2 separate regions of the Hordeum vulgare genome follow, and region 1 is linked to region 2. The links are chromatin contacts, called in public Hi-C maps. All regions are on one chromosome and are shown on one strand. Each heading gives the region's core, a stretch centred on a gene start, on an enhancer-like site or on the middle of the called end of the contact. The rest is flanking DNA. Distances are from core to core; before and after follow the strand shown. Region 1 holds the start of LOC123424705 (probable tRNA (guanine(26)-N(2))-dimethyltransferase 1). Region 2 holds the start of LOC123429446 (probable WRKY transcription factor 72).

Region 1 (3,828 bases), core at 216-2,715, 440 kb after region 2:
GGTTAGATGCTCTGGAAAAACAATGGATGTGTGCATCACATTGATGCAGAGGCTGGGGTTTAACCTTCTTTTCAAAAAAAAAATCACTACTTTGGTGATCTAAAAACATCTTATATTAGTTTACAGAGTGAGTGTGTCCTTAAATTCATGGATTTTCCCTCTTTTTATATAGATTATGCCATAAAGTTACTTGAATTCACATGATAGGCCAGAAACAAGAAGACTTGATTTAGGATTTAAAAGAATGGCCCAAACAAATTCATCTTCTTCTTATTTTCGACCCATGGGTCAACCCTAAAATTTGGCAATTGCTTATACTATGTTGCATAGCGGGACATTAGGTTAGATGTTCTGAAAACAAACCAGCGTTGATTTTATTTTTTGAGGGGCAATTTTGATTTATATAGCCAAAATATAGTTAGGACTAATGCAATTATTATGTTTAGCAATGTCACCAAGAATAGTTGATAAGTTGGACTAGAGATAAATGAAAAAAGAGGTTTGTTTTTTCTTATATATAAGAGATGCTATCAAAGATGTGACATCTCTCTTTGGCGTATGAGATGCCATCTCTATGTCTTATGTTTTTAATGGCTATAGACAAAGGCAATCCATTGTATAAGGTACCTTTTATCTTCTCTAGATGATGTGAAATGCATAAGAAAAATACCATCTTATTAAGCATTGTGCATGCCTTTACGTATTGACTTCACCAATATATATCGAATATTTATAGCCAAAAGCTAGATACCCGTGAGTACCCTACCCGAATATTATGGGCATGGGCAATACTTGAAGAGATTTTGTACTTTTGGGCAATGGGTATCCATACCCGTAAAATATATGGATAGGGCATGGATATGAAAGTTCGCCCATGGATATCCCAATGAATACCAAAAAAATAAAATAACTTCTATAACATATGGGGTTAACATTTAACTTATATGGACCAACCCATTTTATGGTTATGGGTTTGGATAGAAGGAGGTTGTATCCATCTATACCCTATTCATTGCCATCCCCACTTAAATACTTATAGCCTAAAGATAGATACATATGACTTTATTGATATGTCGTGAAGGCACACAACAACACCCATTAGTAGGGCCTATGTTTTGCTGAGCTCAGCATTTCTGAGAAACATGATTTATACAGGCAGTATATCTTGAACATATCTTTAAGCTGGGTGGCTCTCGATTAGTCAGACTTTTGTGAGTTCATTTTATTTTATGAACATAGTAGAGACACAAACGTTCATATATATGTGCATATATTTATCCCTATAAAGGTAAACACGCATATCTGTATTTCTAAAAGAAAAAAGGAAGTTTTTTTTTTAGAAATAAAGAAAAAGGGAAGTTGACATATATAGATGAATTTGGGCTGGGTTAAAAGAGCCAATGCCCTGGTGGCCCATTCACGAGGTGGCCCAGCCAGCCCGAACCCCACCTCCGGCGCGTCCCGCACCCGCAGACGCCGCAAACACCTCCCGCTGTTATCCAAAGTATACTCCACTCCTCCGGCGCCCCAAGGTCGACGGCCGCCTCCGACCGCTCGCCGTCGCGACTCCTTCCTCCCCATGCGGCGTCCTCGGGCGATTCGATGACCATAGCATGTGGTTTCTCTCGCTTCCTCAACACGCGCGTGCATTCATCCACTAACCGCGTCCTCAGCCTCTGGTTCGCCTCCTGTCCCTGCTCGTCCGCCTCCGCCTCCGCCTCCGCCTTCTCCTCGGAGCCGCCGGAGACAGGCGCGTCCCCGGAGACCGTCAGGGAAGGGCGGGCGGAGATATTTGCGGACAAGTCCAATTCGGTCTTTTTCAACAAGGCTCAGGTTTCGCCTCCGAGCTCCTTGTCTATGTCTGCTGTAGATTTGATGTGTTTTTTTTTGTTAGCCTTGTGTCATTGCTGCTTCATCTGATGGTTGCATGAACAGTAGTGCAATCGTAATAGTACTATCCGAATTTAGTTCCTTGAGGAAACTTAATTGCTTGTCTTTTTGATGGTTTCGATTACTGCTGAACACCTCATTTCTTTAGAACTGCAAGAATTACAGACTTAAACCAGATGTGTTAGCTGCACTGCTATATTCCATGGCAAATGTAGCTTCACTGTCCAACAGTATCATCACAACTCACAAAAGGACAATCTACTGTAACTACTATTCAAAATTCCCTTTGGAAATCCGAATTATCATCTGATGGTAGCTTTGGAAATATGTTTAAGTTCTTTTTACTTATGAATTCAGTTCACCAGGTTAACAACAGAGACCTTTCCATTGCTGTCTTGAGATGGTTTATTTCGAAAAGACGGGAAGAACATGATATCCAATTAAAAGGTATTCGTTTGGGCACAATTTGCACTGCTAGTTCACAAACCTTTTCCGATCAAAAAAAATCCACAAATGCCTGAGTGATTTCTCTGATGAAGCAGGCAGGCATGCTGAAATACCACAGGAGCAGCATGCTGAAATACCACAGGAGCAGCATGCCGATGGATTAGACCCGGCTACCACAGGATCTGAAGACTCTGTATTGAGAGAGGAATCGAGCCTTAAAGCACCTAAAGTTCTTGAGGTGCATTTATGATGTCCTGTTGTTTCAATGCAAGCTGTGATATGCCATGATATATATTTCTTCTGGAAGTTCTTCCATTTTTATATTATATACAGACTGTACTCCCTTATCAAGAAATGACTTCAAGCTTTGAGTACATAACCTTAGTATGGCAGTAGTATCTGTATAAAAAATGCCGATCTTTTCATTTCAGATCCTTCTTGTCATGAATTTTGTAGGCTTTGGCTGCATCAGGGTTAAGAGCTATCCGATACGCACTTGAGGTGGATGGAATTGGGGAAGTTATAGCTCTTGACAATAATGATGGTAAATTCTGATATTTCTGTCAGAATGTTACAGATGACTTCTCATAAAAAAATTTGGTTGCAAACGATATATTTAGTCCTTGGAAATAACACCCTATTTTATGTTTGATGATGCTAAACATTTGTTTTATTAACTGCAGTAGCTATAGAATCCTGTAAAAGGAATATCTACCACAATGGCATTCTTGCTTCTTCGAAGGTCGTGCCACATCTTGCTGATGCTCGCATTTTCATGCTCACTCACCCGAAAGAATTCGATGTGGTATGGCTTTACTGCTTTAAAGGAAAATTAAATGTCAGTTGCAAATGTTTGGACAAGTAACTATAGTTTACTTTATATTTGTTTCCTGGCTAAGTAGAAAATCAAATCAAAAAGATATAAATTATGTTTCTATATATATCTGGGAAATTCAGAACTCAGTGTCGTAAAATTCAGTATTGCCTAAGATTTTTACATATCACGCTGCAATGCTACGATCCTACAAAAGCAAGAAACAAAAACCATATAGCTGATATGATTGCTCGTGCGAATCTGTTTCTAGGCACTTGCAACCTCTCAATGCTGTAATGCCTTATGTCTTGCATAGAAATCAAACACTTGAAGTATCATCATAAGTTTTTTTTTATTTGCTTTCTTACATATGATCCTAAAAAACAAACTCCTTGAAAAAAATGCAAAATAAGATACAGTTGGAAGGCCAAACAAGCTGTGGGCCTGTGGCACCTTGGCACCATTGACAGGTGAAATAGGCCCTGTTAAAATAGCCTATGACTTGGTGGCCCATTCACGAGGTGGCCCAGCCAGCCTGAACCTCTCCTCTGGTGCGTCCCGCACCCGCAGACGCAACGAGCACCTTTCCATGTCGAAGTTAGGGAATTTTGATCGCACACATGCCAGGGTGACACATTGACTAACGGAACTACTTATTTGCAGTAAATTGTTAAAAT
Region 2 (4,142 bases), core at 1,429-3,928:
CGATTTTGCGTAAAAAGTGATTTATCTGAAAAGTTGGACAAATCTATCCATAACCTCAGTTTCTAGATGTTGTTACCCAGATGCACTTCATATTTGTGTTCAGGGAATAGAGTTCGTGCTAAGCAATGCACATGCTGTTATATAAACTTTAGCAGAATCACATGTTGTTTCCTTCTGTCTGAATCTCATGAACTGTTGTATTTCCATTATGAGCAATGGAAAGGAGTTGAGCCTGGGTTTAAAGAAAAAACAAAACAGAATCGCAGGTTCATATGTCATGAACCTCATGGAGCTGTCCAACTGAGGCTTGTTTAATTAATAACTATGTGTTCAAGTTGGGTACGATTACTCTGCCAAATATTTTTGTTCTTTTTTACTTGGACTAAGATTGGAGCTGTGACAACAAGCGGAATCACAGGTTCATAGGCCATGTACCTCACCAAGCTGTCCAACTCAGGCTTGTCTAATTAGTACATACGTGTTCAAGCTAGATTTGATAACTAATGAAATCTTTTTGTTCTTTTACTTGGACTAAGATTGAAGCTGTGACAAGAAGAATTTTGAAGATCACTTCAACTGATGGGGCAGCCAAAATACTTGTTTTTTCAAGTTGGAATGATGTCCTTGATGTATTAGAGCATTCCCTTGCTGCTAACAATGTATGTTATGCTCGGATGAAAGGCGGAAGGTGAGATAAGTGTAACCCAGGCCATACATGCTTTAATTATTTGTCTCACTGCCGAGCTCAGTAATTTTATTATGATACTCCCTCTGTAAACTAATATAAGAGTGTTTAGCTCACTAAAGTAATGATTCAAACGCTCTTATATTAGTTTACGGAGGGAGTATTAGATATCTTGAAGTCATCTTTTCTTTTCGTTTCTCTTGTTCTGCTTCCAGTTGTGTTGCTAGTTGTTACTGATCTTATGGACAATGCCAGTTGCTTAATGCAAGTTCATTTTCCTTCAGGAAATCAGAATTGGCGCTCTGTCAATTTAAAGGCCTGACATCCAGTATAAATGGAAAGAAAGCGAAGAAGGCAGTTTCCAAAATGCGGCATGTTCAAGTATTGCTAATGCCTATTCAGCATGGTGCAAACGGTCTGAATCTACTGGAAGCACAGCATGTAATTCTACTGGAGCCATTACTAAACCCATCAGCGGAGGCACAAGCTATCAGTAGGATCCATAGAATTGGGCAAGACAAGAGCACATTCATTCACCGGTTTATAGTAAGCCACTGCATTCTATGCTCATTTATTTCATTGAAAGTGTTCTTGGAGAGAAAAAAACCAAAGAACTACTGGTGTCCAGGTGAAGAAAACAATAGAAGACAGCGTATATAAAATGAACAGGGGCAGAGCTGTCTACTCCACGATCAACCGCAGGTTGAAAAACTTCAAAGACGAGCTTGCTCTGACGTTGGAGGATGTGGAGTCACTATTTCCTGTGGTGACACCTGATCAACCTCCGGAGGAGGGCGATAAGGATCATGGTGATACCTTGAGGAGTTTACCCCCGTCTCTTGCTGCGGGGCTGGCTGCACAAATGAGGGCCATCAATGGAGCAACATGATTAACCACCATGATGTTATAAGAGGTAGTCTTGGTGTAACCGGAAATTCCAGTGCTCGTAAGAATCTCCAGATTACAGGAGACGACCCTAATTTTAGATGAATGTAGACTAGTGTGGTCATGAAGTTCTGGCATCACCGATTGAATGGCGTAGAGCACTGGAGCCGGTGTCTCCGTGAGGGTGTAGTTTAGGGGGACGGTGAACTTGTGATTCTTTTGTCATGTGTCGTGAACCATCTCACTTTCTATCTTTGTCATGGTGATTCTGCCGTACAAGTTGTGTCAGGTGCGAAATGTTCATGTACTCCATTTCTAAATATAAGACCTTTAAGACCTTTTAGAGATTATAGAGATTACACTGTGGACTACTTCCTCCGTTTCTAAATATAAGCCTTTTTAGAGGTTTCACTAATAGACTACATACAGATGTATATAGACATATTTTAGAGTGTATATTCACTCATTTTGCTCTGTATGTAGACTTCTAACGAAATTTCTTAAAAGACTTATATTTAGGAACGGAGGGAGTACACCGGCCCGTGCTCCCGCCGAGACCACCGGCCCACGCCAGCCGCCATCGGGGGAGGAAAAGGTGGCCCCACCGCCGCCGAGCCGCGCAGGCTTTGCCTGGCGACCGCTGCCGGCGGCGGCGAGGGGAAGACGGGGAGGTGGGTGGGCTGCTGGCGGCGGCGGCTAGGTCGCTCCCGAGCCGTCTGCGGGGACGACGCGAGAGCCGGTAAAGTTAGAAATATTTTTCTTCCCCAGTGACCAGTTTGCTAGTTATAGGCTTTACTCTTTTACTATATTTTCCTTGGTGAGCACCGCGATTTCTGTGGCCTGTAAGAAGAAGTGTCACCCATCAATTGGCCCTTTACGGTAAGTAAGAACTAACTAATGGTATATTAATCGTAGTGCTCACATCATGACTGTGCAAACCATTTGTGCCGGATAGAGATAGCGGCGGCGCCGGTGCCATGCATGGCCCCACGACCATGCATGCATGAGAGGGATCGGTGATGAGCTCACTCGGCCGAGTCACGCCGATGACGCCCCGACGTCGCCTTGCCCCGCACGCGCTCGCCTCCTCTTGTTCCTCGCCGCTTCCTCTTACTTTTCCCCCCACCTTCCCACCTCGCGTCCAGCACGCCGATAAAAACTGCGGCACGCTAACCCTATACTGACTCTACTCCGCTCCGCAGCAGCAGCACCACCGCCAGAGCTTCGCTTCCTCTCTCCGCAGCTGGCATGGCGTCTTCCGGCGGCGGGCGCTCACCGGTGACGGCGGTCTTAGACGACCTGGTCGATGTACGCGACCGCGTGGCGGTGCTGCAGACCGTGTTGCACGAGTCTTCGCCTGGGCCAACGACCGTGGAGGCGGGGGAGCTGGTGGACGGGATGATGGCCAAGCTGTCGAGCGCCTTCTCGGTCGTTCTCGGCACCGGCGATGGTGGCGTGGCGTCGTCGTTGTCAGGAGCAGGCCGGGGGCCGAGCGGGAGGAGGAAGAGACCCGGCGCGGCGTCGTCCGGGCCGCACCGCCGGAGCAGCCCGAGGGGAAGGTGAGGAAACTCTAAAACCCTTTTATCAACCGTGCGACAAGTAGCTAGCTATAGTAGTATCTCCCGGATGCACTTCAGTACGCATGCGATTTGACAAATTATTTTGTCCTTCAACTTTCCCTTTTGCAAATCGGAATATTAATTTGGCTGACCTAGTGGGGGAACTTTTAAGCGCCAATGATCAGGGGACGACCTCTCATGACCGATTCCTGTGTTATCAGATTGAAAATTAGTACATACTCCCTCCGGTTTTAAATATAAGTCTTTTTAGAGGTTTCACTAGAAGACTAGGAGGTGTTTGGTTACAGGGACTTATTAGGGACTTAGAACTTATAAGTCTCTTTAAGTCCCATCTAAATCAAACATGAGGGACTTATAGGGACTTAAAGTGGGCAGTTGAGACTTATGAAATAAGACTTTCAAGGAGAGTCTTATAAGGACTTATAGTTGTAATATGGTCTTTTAGTTCATGTTAAGTCCTAGGAACCAAACAGGTAAGAACTTTTTAGGGACTTGAGACTTATAAGTTGGGACTAAAGAAAGTCTTAGGACTTATGAACCAAACAGGGCCGTAACATACGGATGTATATAGACATACATTACAATATAGATTCATTCATTTTGCTTCGTATGTATTCCTTTTGTAAAATCTCTAAAATGACTTATATTTAGGAACAGAGGGAGTACATGCCACTAGGATTACTTCAGCATGCATGCATGCATGGGTATATCAAATCATATATACTCCAGTTGGTATATCAAATCATATATAGTTGGAAGTGGTAATTAATCCTATCTGTTATTCAATGGCAGGATGAAGAGCCCTCTAAGCAGGACGGTCACCGCTACGACGCTCACAGATGGCAAGTCATGGAGGAAGTATGGACAGAAACAGATACATGACTCTACTAACCCGAGGTACACCATTTCAATATGCCGAGCTGTCCAAGTATAAGCAAAGAATGACTATGGAATCACTGATATTGAAGCTAGCTAGACGAGTACACACTTGC

The links. A called contact is a pair of places that touch in the nucleus more often than the background predicts.
Region 1: a contact with region 2 is called in a Hi-C map of leaf, with 3 times the contacts expected there. The contact joins the promoter of LOC123424705 here to the promoter of LOC123429446 in region 2. A contact is called at or near these places in 3 of 6 Hi-C or Micro-C datasets (leaf and seedling).

What each region holds. Positions count from the first base shown.
Region 1 is chr2H:39,374,961-39,378,788 of MorexV3_pseudomolecules_assembly, forward strand. LOC123424705 (probable tRNA (guanine(26)-N(2))-dimethyltransferase 1) reads left to right here and starts at 1,466. Exons shown (of 13, transcript XM_045108373.1): 1 at 1,466-1,833; 2 at 2,256-2,337; 3 at 2,433-2,575; 4 at 2,794-2,881; 5 at 3,021-3,142. The coding sequence starts at 1,603.
Region 2 is chr2H:38,937,268-38,941,409 of MorexV3_pseudomolecules_assembly, forward strand. It overlaps LOC123429446 (probable WRKY transcription factor 72), which reads left to right and starts at 2,679. Exons shown (of 3, transcript XM_045113481.1): 1 at 2,679-3,129; 2 at 3,943-4,047. The coding sequence starts at 2,819. It overlaps LOC123424704 (E3 ubiquitin-protein ligase SHPRH-like), which reads left to right. Exons shown (of 19, transcript XM_045108372.1): 17 at 537-688; 18 at 970-1,231; 19 at 1,314-1,913. The coding sequence ends at 1,574.